Linked DNA regions of Mus musculus: all the other regions are linked to region 3. A link is a contact called in public HiChIP or PLAC-seq data. All regions are on one chromosome and are shown on one strand. The core of a region is the stretch at or near the end of the contact, and the rest is flanking DNA. Distances in the headings are between cores, read along the strand shown. Region 1 has its middle 190 kb from the start of Gm31401. Region 2 has its middle 160 kb from the start of Gm31135. Region 3 has its middle 26 kb from the start of Gm31463.

Region 1 (4,028 bases), core at 829-3,328, 330 kb before region 3:
TAAGACATAGGCAGTTTCTTAACTATGATTCCATAACATCAAAGAAACAGTTGCATACTTTCAACATACAATGACATGAAATATTCCCATATCAAAACAGAGGAATAGCAAAAAAAAAAAAAAAAATCATGTCACAGTGAATATAAAACCAAGTAGGGCAAGCAGTTAAAGAATTTTCTCCTGTGATCCAGCAACTAGGACCCTTGGTGGCATCACCTGGGCTCCAATGGCCACAAGTAGCCCCTATCTCTCCAGCTCTGGTATCTGGAATGAATTCTGCCTCTTTCCTAAGCTAGTTCCACACAGTACCTTCAGTTTTCTTCAGCCAGTATCCTATGTTCTTGTCATCTACCTAGCTATATAAAGCAGGAATAAAGAGGCAAGACTATCACTATGTCTATAGTATCTTCACAATAGAAAAACTCTTATACCTATTCATTTAGCTGTAGATGCCAGAAATGGTTTTACCCTCAGTGTCAACCAAAGCTCTTTTAAGACTTCCATGCAGGAAATCTGATCTTGATACATGTTGCTAGACTCTGCCACTGTCTAGACCCATGATGTCAACCCTCTCACTCTGGAATCTTTTATGCTGGGATGACTATCATTATATGGGGGCTGGTATGAAGTCGTGCTACCAATTGAAGATGCAACATGGCCCTTTGGACCACACCTTCTGTAGCCTCTGTGCATTCATTTTTAAAATTGAACTATTAACCTCCATCTTTTGTTTTTATGTGTTTCATCCCCTGATTTATCCATCTACTCTCATGTACTCCTAGACTTGTATAACCCTTGATATAAGTGTGCTGTTTTTAGGTTTTTTGAAGGTCATCTATAAAAACACGTGCCAGCCTCTGGCTTCCAGTGTAGGTCATGTCAGGAAAGAAATACAGTTTCCAGGAGCAGATGAAGCCCCAGAGACAATCAACTGACTATTCTGTGTGAACAAGCAGGGAGACAATAGACACTGAAGAATGAAACAAACAAATCTTCCTGCCACAATCATCTTCCTTTTTCTGAAAGGCAATCACCAGGTTGGTACCATTTCTTTCCAGGGGGTGTGATCTCTTCTTTTTGCTGGATTGGTCCTTGAGCTTATAGATCAATAACAATATGTTCCTTTTTCCTGGCCCAACCTTCCAACACAGACATGCAGATCCCTTGCAGCAGGCATCACCCTTTTACAAGTTGTATAATTCTATAGATCAGCTCTCAACAGATGTAACACTTCTGCCCTGAACACCGGAAAGGATGGAGCTCTAAACAAAAGTGTGCTATAGCCTGAATCCTCAGGTAAGCCTACATTTCCTGTTCCTTGGCAAGAATTAATATCTGGTAAGTTGCAAGCCCTCAGAGTAGTCTCTACTTTTGTTTGTACAAACCAAGAAATAATTATGAGGGGTCTCATGTCTAAGTGGTAACTGGCTGTCACAGAGCAGGAACACAGACAAGACTACCACATTACCTAAAGGGGTGTTGCATTAGCTACTGTCCCATCACTGTGACCACAATGCTGATAGAAACAATATGAAAGAATAATAGTTTGCCTTGGTTAAAACAGCTCATCATAGAGAGGGAAGGGAGGGTATAACCTGCAAAGGCACGCCCTGTGACCACATCTACCAGCTATGTCCTACCTCCAGATGGCTTCACAGCCTTCAAAAATAACCCTATGTGGTGGGTAGCCAGCATCTGAAGAATGACTCTTGGAAGCACATTTCAGGTTCAAATCATCTAAAGGACAAAAGAGTTTCTGAAAGTAGAGCTCGCCAACATTGACATGCAAACTCATCATATTAAAACCATCCTTTGCCTTCAAGGAATACAACACCTCCACTGTATGAAAGACCTCCAGAGGAGATATCACTGTCTCCATCAAGACGGGTTTCAGTATTTAACATTCCTTACCATTAGCCAGCTTTTAAATCTAACTGAAATCCTGCTTCCTGCTGTTCAAGTTGGGAAATATCCTTCTCTGAAGGAATTTAAAATTAGAAAGTTACTCATCAGGCCAGGTATCAGTGCCAGCAATTATCTACATACGGAAATATTTGAGGTCTGGCACTTTCAAAAGCTTGATCCCATTATTCACACATTCTGCAGCCAGAGACCAAGACACAAGATATTCTTGTGACCTACTTGGGAAGCCATCTGGCTCTCAGATCCAACTGTGAGATTTTTTGATCCAGCCTTCACACCAGTGGTAGCACTGCCAGCAGGACTCAGAGGGACAGCGTCTGTTTCCAGTATAGTTTATGTCTGCCATGACTCTGTGAGCCCCTCAGTATGGCAGTAAGATGAAACGGATATAGGCAGACTCCTAAAGTGCATCAAAGTATTGGCCTAGATGCCTGGATACCTAGATGGTGATTGCCAACATTTGCCAGAATTTCTCCAGCCTGAGGAAACCTTTAACATCACAGGCCATCTTAGCTTTCTGTTCATCTAAATGACCCTTGCGAAGACTGTCATTCTGTCTACCTTAAAAACCCATGGTAAAAATCAGATTTGCTTTAAAGGTGTCTATTTTTCTTGATGAGAATCTCCTTATAAGGTGTTCTCCCCATTCCAAAAGGCCTACTATTTTCAAGCCTGAAAGGCAGTGTTGCTCAACAGTCATATAGCTGAATTGATAACACTTTCATAATGTCTGGTTCCACACCCTGAATGACAAGACAGTTCTGTATAAATCCTTTTAAAGGGGAATCTTCACAGACTTCCATGCAGCCCTGCAAAGCAGCAAATTTGACAAATCCTTTCAGAAGGTGCTACATACCATCAACATGTGAATCATCTTTAAATCATTTCCTTAACAATAGCTGCATTTTGAATGGTACAAATTACTTGGCTGGAGGAGACTCGGAGGGTGCCAGCACTCTGATAAACTCACCACTCAGATGAAGTCAGCACACTGTCACTTCCTATATGCTCAGTGGGGGAGAGAGGCCAGGCCTCAAATGCTCACACATATCTCTTATGAAAAATCACAAGTCTAAATTGACAGGACTGCTTAGGAAGCAAACTTTCCCACTGCAAAGGGAGCTGTGTGTTTCCTCAGAGAAGCTGAAACACTCACCCCTACACTTCAGTGTTCCTCATATACATCTTCATCTTCATCATCACCACCACTACCACCACCATCATCATCTAGCAACAGTGATCCCCATCTTCCCCATGAAGGGCCAAGAATGTCCAGCTCCATAGACCTCCCCCCAACCACATATATAGTGACAGTAAAGATTTTGACATGAGATAAACACGCCCAAATCATCCACTTGGATACCAATAAATCCCAAACATCCTCATAAGAAAGAAGAAGGTCAAAGCAGAGGTTTGACAAGGTTGCAGTGATGAGGCTGATGAAAAGAAGAACCCATGAGCCAAAGGACATAGCCTGTGAGTCAGAGCATCAGGAAAATGACTGGTCCTGAGAGCTTCCAGACCATGCACAATCCCACTGACACCTGGATCAATCCCATGAGTACCCTGACATCCAAACCTGGAAGACATCTTTTTGGAAAATGTTTATGGAGATACAATTCACATACCACTCCATTCACCCATTAAAGACACCAATCTAATATTTTTGCTTTATTTTACAATGACCAGCATAATCTTCTTGAGATCATTTCTGCCAACTAATTGGGAAACTTCGTATCTGTTGGTAGCGGCTTCGCATCTGCCCTCTAACCCAACACCAGTCTAGCTCCTTGACTTCATGTCTTTATACAATAAGTTTAGAGGCACTCAGCATCTAGTGATCTGTTTACAACAACACTAGAAACTTGAAATATGTGACAGAATCACATCACAGAACAAAAGTATAAATCAGAGGGCTGGAAAGATGGCTCAGAAGATAAGAGCACTAACCGCTTGCTCTTCCAGGGGACCTGGGTTTAATTTCCAGCACCCACATAGCAGCTCACAACTGTCTATAACATCAGTTCCAGGGAATCTGCCACCCTCACATACAGACATAGATGGAGGCAATGCACTACCAATTCACATAAAATAAAAATAAATCT
Region 2 (4,293 bases), core at 1,397-3,896, 270 kb before region 3:
CCTACAGTGCCTGGAGATCAAAGCCAGTGAACTTGGTCTAGGGCAACAGGTGTATGTGCGCCTGGGTACAATGGAGGAAGGCAAGAGAATTTGCACAGCCTAGACAGGCTACTGAGCCCAAGAGAGAAACAGGTGTGGCTCACAGGTGGGATCAAAGAGGCTTTGGATATGATTTTGACAAAACGAGTTGGTCCATTTGTGAGAGTCCCACTGTCGTGCCTCAGAGCTGTGTCTTAATTACCATTTACCAGTGATGCCCTATTAGGGAAGTAGAAAGGGAATGAGCAAGTTCCTAATTGCACCTTGCCTCTCTGGAGCTCTGGGCCGGCGCCTTTTCTCACATGCTTCCTCTTTGAGATAACCCATCTGTGCTGCCTCCTCTGAGACAAATGCTCCTTGTGGTGGCTCTACACCTCTTACATCAGGAAGATGGTGACAGACGCAGGAGAAGACGGATTTGTTGGGTTACGTTCCATCCCACCACGCGAATAGAAAAGAATGAGTTACCCAAGCAAATAATTGTGTTTGCTTTATGTTTTGGTGAAAGGGGAGAAGACATAAGAAAGCCACAGAGGACCCCGGGGTTCAAAATATTTAGAAACCTTCTTTACTTTCCAAACAGAGCCAGAATGGCAAAGAGAGGTACAGAAATTGGAAACAGCCTCGCAGAAGAATTGGCTGGCGTCGTGGCTCAGCAGCTGCTGTTAGGAATCGAGAGAAGCAACTCATTTAATTCCTGTGTTCTTTTAGGGGTCGGAGACCCAGAAAGAGAAGGCTGCATCCTGACGGCATTAAACGTGATTTATCTATCTGCCTTCCAGGATTGAAATGTCCCCAAGTGATGCCAAAAGTATGTTCCAGAAGGCAGTGACGACTCAGGAAGGGATCATTGTTTTGGTAAGGCCCTGCTTCTATATCCCTTCCTTCATTTGGTGCCAAATACAAGCAAGGCAATTAAAACAAGATAAGGAGGAGGGCCACTGCTGCCAGGACGGTGATTTCAACAATGCCATGTTACCAGTCCTCTCAGCCTCTCCTACAGCTCCCAAGAGAGTTCTAGAATCTGCAGGAGTATGTGTTCTTAGGACAGTACGTCCAGGCATCCTCTACCTGTCGGACTCGTGGGCTGGCACCACAACCTCAGGAGTTACTCCCTGGGCCCTCCCCTGGTCAAGGGAGTGCCTAGCAGCAGGCTCCTTCCAGGTTGAGTGACCTAATAAGCTGCAGCAGAAGCAACAGTGGACTTGTTGAAAGAACAGCGAAAGGGACAAAGGGGAAGTAGTGGTGTTGGGGAAGTAGAAGGAGGCCCAGGTGAATGCCTGGGGCTTGCTGGACAGACAGTCTAGCCTACTCAGGGAGTTCCTGGCTAGTGAAAGACACTGCCTCAAAACAAAACAAAACATAGCTGACTGGAACCTGAGGAAAGACATTCAATGTTTTACTTTGTCCTCTACAAAACAAAAAAAAAAACAAAAAACAAAACAAAACAAAACAAAAACTATACTCACATATGTACTCCAAACTACATGAGTATATGTGCATCTTAAGAATAAGGGAAATGCTAATAATAACATATCAGGCAGGGGGAGGGGCCTGGTGTCTGTGTGATGGCCATTGGCACTTTCCTCTCTTAGACTCAGGTCTCTGCTCAAAGGTGTCTCCTCAAAGAGCCATGCCCCTGCCACCCACTGTCACCCCCCTCCTGATCCTCCATTGTTTCCACCTATAACTGCCCTCTGTTCCTCCAAGCCTGCATGTTCTACCTCCCGATGGATACAGTCTTAAAGGATCTTACAGTGTTTCCAGCCATTTGTTTCAGATCCTTCCCAAAGAAATGCACTTCTGCAAGAAACAGTGTCTCACTTTCCTTGTTCCTCTCAGAAGCCTACTGCCCAGCAAATACTAGAATAAACAGAGAGAGAAATCAGCCAATCTCCATCCTGGTCTGGTTTTCATAGGCAATCTGTTTACTGCTGAAAACTACAGCAAGCATGTTTCCAGTGTAACAAGAGTGCTCTAACATTAGCATCTATCTGGGCTGTGCCCTGTGAGTCTGCCATACCAGACCCAAGCATCCTGCATGTTTTGATATTATGCTTTAGGTTTAAAAGCCTACAGGGTGGGAACCACAACCTTCCATATGAAGGCTCTCTGTTAAATACATTGTAATTAAGAAATTTCACTAATGAGCATTCTGACCTGGATACCCTGAAGCCAATGGTTTATTCTTAAAACTCAATATTATTTTATAAGAATTTTGTTTATTTTTCTACAGACTTAAAAAGTCTAATAAGGTAAATTCACTGAGTAGATAGAAAATCAGAAGATTCAAATTCAAGTTCTCCCTCTATTATCTTCCATCTAATGCTGTGTGAGTAGGTGTCTCTCTGTGTCAGTTTCCTGGTGGCAAAATTAAGGTAATAACTTCCAACCCGACCTGAGCAGATTGGGGGCGGGGAATCACCTTTTTAATTAGTGTAAAACACCCTGCTATTCTGAAAAAGTGTGACACTCACTCACAGAGGCTAGTGCTCCAACTCAGCTTCCAGGAAATGCTTCCAGGGAACAACTGTTAGACACACAGCTGTTCAGAGAAAATGCAAGCCAGAGAAACGCGTGTGATTAATGGGGCTGAGCAGAGTCTGTGATAACAGTACACTCATTGGACTTGGCTGGGATTGTCCTTCTAGAGAAGTTAAGTATTTTATAAATACTATCTCTTTCATCCTTTTAAACTTCCTGTGATGTGGCATTTATTACATGCAGCTTCCAGATGGACAGCCAACCACAGAGAAATGTATGGCTGTTCCAAGGGCCCAGGAGGGTCTGTATGCTCAGAAAAAGGAGGAGGGGGGATGGCTTTGATTGATGGAGTCAGTCATTCATCTGCTCGTTCACTCATTCACTCAACAGGAAATGTTGAAACTCCATTATGTGTCAGACGCTGACCTCGGGACTCAGGGAGGAGACTGGGATAAGGAAAGCATGTTAACTTGTGTTGAGCTGAAGGGCCCAGTAAAGGGGAACACAAAACAAGAGATAAAAGGCACTCACATGAAGCATTGCAAATTGTGACACATAGTAACAACATCGTAGGGTCTCAAAATGATTCTAGTGCTATGTTTGTGTTATAAGGATATAAATAAGCTTTTAATGGCATGAAAAGATGTGTACTGAGTTAAAGAAATGTAGAGGGGGCAGCTTGTTATGTGGCATAGTAGTTTATGCAAATCAGAAAATAAAGAACTGTACTGTTAGTATAACAGGTGCCCAAACTATGGGCCATTTCCATCCCTTTCTCCATATCTAAATGTGTGTATGTGTGTGAGCACATGTATCAAACCGCATGAGTGGAGGTCAGAGGACACCTTGCAGGAGCCTTTCTTTTCATCGTGCGGGTTCTGGGAATAGAACTTGGGCTGCCAGTTGTGGCAGCAAGCACCTTTTCACCCACCGGCTCTACTCTCTTCTTTCTTTATAGCTATTTTTTTTAAGTAAGCGTGAGTTGGTAGTGGAAAAAATAAACCTCAAAAAACCACTTTAAATACACCCTACAATGCCAAATGCAAAGCCTATGGACAGACTCTGGATAGAATTCTGTGTAGCAACCATGTATCCACATGTGGCTCTAAGAAGGACCCCACAAATGCTCACAGTCATCTATTGGATGGAACACAGAGCCCACAATGGAGGAGCTAGAGAAAGCACCCAAGGAGCTGAAGGGATCTGCAACCCTATAGGTAGAACAACAATATGAACTAACCAGTACCCCCAGAGCTCGTGTCTCTAGCTGCATATGTAGCAGAAGATGGCCTAGTCGGCCATCACTGGGAAGAGAGGCCCCTTGGTCTTGCAAACTTTATATGCTCCAGTACAGGGGAACACCAGGGCCAAGAAGTGGGAGTGGGTGGGTAGGGGAGCAGGACGGGGGAAGTGGTATAGGGGACTTTTGGGATAGCATTTGAAATGTAAATGAAGAAAATATCTAATAAAAAATAATGTGGAGGGAAAAAAAAAAGCAGGATTCCACAAGAGAAGAACCAAGGGAAAGGAAGTGCTTGTGAATGGACGCTGGCCTGGTCCAGGAGGAAAGGCGCTGCTGCTTGACAAAGAAACCATGCTGGCATTGGTCTAGGTGAGCATAGAGCTGTGCCGACATTGTGCTGCCACAGTCTGAACCTTGGCAAACTCCGATAAGGCAATATCATGCTACCCTGCGCCCAGGTGCACCTTCTCAGAGGCAGGGGACTGATTGAAAAGGGGAACGGTATGGGCTCGTTGGTTTCTGGTACA
Region 3 (4,132 bases), core at 1,186-3,685:
GAGAACTGAAATCCAATGAAAGCCAAGAGCCCTGCCCCTTTGTAAGGCGGAGGCAGAAGCAGCTCTCAAGCACTTCACAGTGGGGTTTGAGAGACACAGGAGACCTTGAAAGGAACACTGTGGGACAGCTGGGGGAGGGAGGGGGAGGACGGTGGAGGGGGGGGGGTCAGCGGAGGTGGGAGAAAGCTCTGTCTCCAAGGCTGCGTTTTAAGCCATGTGTCCTTGTTCCATGGCTTGTTCAGTCCAGATAAAAATCCAATCTAAGGCGGCTGTGGTGGCATATGCCTCTGATCCCAGTACCTGGAAGGCAGAGGCAGGCAGATCTCTGTGAGTTTGAGGGTAGCCTGGTCTACATAGTAAGTTTCAGGCCATCCAGTGCTACATTAAGAAAAAAATCCTAGATAGGATACCACAAAAATAATTTTTTAAAAAAGGAACAACATGCCGGGCGGTGGTGGCCCACGCCTTTAATCCCAGCACTCGGGAGGCAGAGACAGGCGGATTTCTGAGTTCGAGGCCAGCCTGGTCTACAAAGTGAGTTCCAGGACAGCCAGAGCTATACAGAGAAACCCTGTCTCGAAAAACAAACCAACAAACAAAAAATAGCAACATGTCCCTTGGCTCCTGGGTGCTTCTCTATACCCCAGTGCTGCTCCTGGTTTCGGATGCGTTAACCACGAAGACCTCAGGCAGAAAAGCAGGAAGCACAAGGAGGCTGACTTGATCTACCCCACTGTGTGAGTCCAGCCATTTTAAATCTGAAATACTTTGAAGACACTCGGGGACAAACACCTTTGTTTCTTCGAGCCTATGAAGGACAAGGAGAAGTGGTTGCCACACTACTTTCACAAGAACCTTCCTCATCCCATTTGAGGGAAAACATCCTCAGAGAACAGCTCTCCTCTCTTTCATCTGCCAGCGATGACGGCTGCAGTCTCCTCTGTTTGCAGCTTTGTGTGTAGGCCTCAAATGACCCATCCGTTTCCCAGGTTGTGTGCTGAAGTAGCTCCTTGGTCCTCTGAGATTTAACAAGGAAATCTCCTGTCTGATTCCCCATCTAACTAAGGCCCTTGAAGCCTGTATTCTCCTGTCCTATCTATGAACATTTTAACATAATGAGTATGTGGTTATATGCATTGACATAAGCTTCATATAGGAGTTGATTATCTTTTTTTTGTACTGGAAACTGAACACAGGGCTTCATGCGTGCTAGGCAAGCATTCTACCACATGGACCTACTTCCTAGATTTTTTTTTTTTTTTTTCAATGTGCTATATAAGTCAGGATTTTGCTAAGTCACCCAGGCTGGCTGTACACTTATTTTTGTAAGCCAAGCAAGGATCCTCTTGCTACATCCTCCCATATAGCTGCGATGACAGGTTGGCACCACTAGGCCTAGCCACACCAATATTTAGAAGCAAGTCACGATTTTTTGTTCAGTTAGCCCTGCGCACCTCCCACAGTGAATGAAATGGTGAAAACTTTCAGGTGTGCAGGTTGAGGTCCACAGTGGACCACAGCCTTAGAGCATGGCCTCGTGTACTGAAGGGACGGTCCAGACAGAGTCGGAAGAGGAGATGAGCGAAGGATAGCGCACTTAGCTCTGCGGGAAGTAGAGGAGAGCAAAGCAAGGGGGCCTCTGTGGCCAAAGTTTGCGTTCTACCATTTAACAGGCTTCCACATCCCGGATGGCAACTTGAAAAACTGAGCTCGTGGCCTTGATTGATAAGTCAGAGGCATCAAAGAGTGTTTTCTCTTAGTAAGTCTCTCTCCCACCCTCCAACTGCACAAGAGCTGTGCTATTTCGCGACTGTGTCATGGGAAATGTTACATTTGTTTGTAACTTAGATACTGCTTGGTCGCAGCAGGTCAAGATTGTTGGTAAAACTTTGAAATGCCCCTGTAGGATGGGGCTGTAGCTCTGCAGTATACCACCTGCTTAGCATCCAAAAGGCACTGGGTTCCACGTCTACCAGCACCATAAAAAAAAGAAAACCAGCAAGCATAAAACCAGGCCACGGGTAGTCACTACTGCACTGAGGGTATCTGGTTACTCAGTGTGTGGGAAAGAGGCAAGTGTCTTACATTATATTGCAAATATAACACTTGATAAACATATTTCAGGATATTTGGTTTCCTTTGAGAGCAGTTTCAAAATAGTTGGCTTTGTGATGTGCTGTGCACTTTATTTTATGGATTTTAAAATCTTGTCATCAGGAGAGAGGAGTCCACGACTTATCCAAACTGCTAAAAGTGTCCTGAACCACCAAACTCATCAAGAGTTCCTTCTTGGCTGGCCACACGGTGACACACTTTTCATAGAAGTAGCTAGTGCCACTTCCTGAAGGAGAGTTGCCTCGCTGAGCAGACAGGAGTTCGTGAGGCAGAGGGTGGGGTACAGCAGTTCCTGGGGCAGCTTGGGTTCACCAGGCAGGCAGTCCTGCCAAGTTCTGAGTCATCTGTGCCCCAGGAACTGGAAGGAGCAGGTGGGGCAGGCAGACTCCACTTTACAAACACCAGGCTCCTTCGTCTCTGCTTATCTAGTGCACTGTGTGGGCTCCAGGCCTGTCTCACTCTCTCACCCAGGACTTTCATCCCATCTCTGACTCAGCTTCCTGGGGTAACCACGCACACTCCAGGCTCTTCTGCAGGAGCCACCTGGTTGACCAAACCCACTTGCCCCCACTAACCAGGATCTTGACTTGACAGAATCACCTCCTTCCAGAGTCATGTGGGCTCAACATGGGCTTCTCTGAATCAGCTGAAGCAACCCTGCTTCTATTCACAATGGCAGCAGGAGGTGAGAAGCTGAGGGGGCCGAAGAGGGGAAGTGCAGATGAAGAGGGAGCTGTGGGGTTTGCTTGTGTTTCTTGTCTGAGTTCACAGACCTAATATGAGTCACAAAGCTATCAGATGCCAGGTTGCTGCTGGGATAAGAGGGAGGAATGTCTCACTCCCTTCACCTGCACACTGTTTGCAGGTGAAATTGGCTCCTCTGATTCCTTCAGGAGCGCCACCTTCCAGGCTCCCTCAACTTGTGGTCTGGGGCTACATATAGCCAATGGCAGACATGAATGCAAGCCACCTAAGTTGTCTTGCCTATAAGACTATTATATTGTTTACAGTTTAAAAAGAAAAAGCCAACCATGCAGTTGGCTCTTGGGTGTGAACTTTGTAAATGACAACTTCCTGCTGTCACAGCAAAGGTTTGTTGTAAGATACCCATTCAAGGTAGGGCTTATCCAGTGGTGTATTCGCAGGGCCACAAGGCTGAGTTCCACTCTCTTCTTCTTGGCCACAGGGCCCTGGGGCTCAGGTTGCTATGTCTAGGGACTTAAAGGACCAGTTGGGTCCCCACCAGAGACATCCTTATAACTGTGGCATTACTGCGGACGTTGCCCAGGTTGGCCTAGATTGCTGCCAATATTCTTTGCATTGGCAGATTATATGGGTAATAAATTCGAAGTGTCGTCACCTATGACTTGGTGAACATTAAGCTAAATGCTGTAAGGGCTGATAGTGTACTCTTGTATATTTCAATTATAACTCTCCATCCTGCCATGAAATGGCAGCTGAGAGGAAGCATCCTTCTTTGGGTGTGGTTCTTAAACTTAAATAATCATGTTTTAAAGCTCAGTGCTTATCCACTCACTAGATCAACTCTGTGGGAACTCTACAACAATGGCCAGCACAGAAGCCAACTGCAGGCAGTGGTGGACGTGACCACACCCAGTCACGGAGACGACCACTGGAAACTGCAATACTGTTATTTACTTTACAGACGACAAGGACACGGGGACACTGGATCAGAGGCTGGAATGTGCTATGAGGGAAGAGTTACTACATTTACTTATTTATTTTTGTGTTTCTCAGGGCATGGAAGTACTACAGCACGTTTGGAAGTCAGAGAACAACTAATGAAAGTTCACCCTTTCCTCTCACCACATGGGTGGAGTCAAATTCAGGGCATCAAGCTTGGAGCCAAATGCCTTTCCTGTTAAACCACCTGGCTGGCCCATGTGATCTGATTTTAATAAGAAAAAAAAAGAATTTAAGTTAAAAAGAAAAAAAAAAGATTATCATAGTAGCGAGGCACAATCTCAGCACTTGAGGGGCTGAGGCTGGAGGATTT

Evidence for each region. HiChIP or PLAC-seq counts read pairs in DNA pulled down with a chosen protein or histone mark.
Region 1: a contact with region 3 is called in a FOXA1 HiChIP or PLAC-seq map of pancreatic cancer cells. The contact joins two enhancer-like sites. A contact is called at or near these places in 1 of 15 datasets of contacts at CTCF or cohesin (the NIH/3T3 cell line), 3 of 484 Hi-C or Micro-C datasets (embryonic fibroblasts and pancreatic cancer cells) and 2 of 115 datasets of contacts at active chromatin or transcription factors (pancreatic cancer cells and trophoblast stem cells).
Region 2: an HNF4G HiChIP or PLAC-seq map of pancreatic cancer cells shows a contact between it and region 3. The contact joins two enhancer-like sites. A contact is called at or near these places in 1 of 15 datasets of contacts at CTCF or cohesin (the NIH/3T3 cell line), 1 of 484 Hi-C or Micro-C datasets (nephron progenitors) and 1 of 115 datasets of contacts at active chromatin or transcription factors (pancreatic cancer cells).

The regions. Positions count from the first base shown.
Region 1 is chr8:8,272,358-8,276,385 of GRCm38.p6, forward strand. No RefSeq gene overlaps it. Among named protein-coding and RNA genes, the nearest start is that of Gm31401, 190 kb to the left of the region's middle. Within about 2 kb of position 2,079, at least 52 of the 459 cell types and tissues checked have an H3K27ac peak or open chromatin away from gene starts, as enhancers often do. A contact at or near this core is called in the NIH/3T3 cell line, embryonic fibroblasts and pancreatic cancer cells, where this site is marked.
Region 2 is chr8:8,325,600-8,329,892 of GRCm38.p6, forward strand. No RefSeq gene overlaps it. Among named protein-coding and RNA genes, the nearest start is that of Gm31135, 160 kb to the right of the region's middle. Within about 2 kb of position 2,647, at least 24 of the 459 cell types and tissues checked have an H3K27ac peak or open chromatin away from gene starts, as enhancers often do. A contact at or near this core is called in the NIH/3T3 cell line and pancreatic cancer cells, where this site is marked.
Region 3 is chr8:8,600,361-8,604,492 of GRCm38.p6, forward strand. No RefSeq gene overlaps it. Among named protein-coding and RNA genes, the nearest start is that of Gm31463, 26 kb to the left of the region's middle. Within about 2 kb of position 2,436, at least 109 of the 459 cell types and tissues checked have an H3K27ac peak or open chromatin away from gene starts, as enhancers often do. A contact at or near this core is called in the NIH/3T3 cell line, embryonic fibroblasts and pancreatic cancer cells, where this site is marked.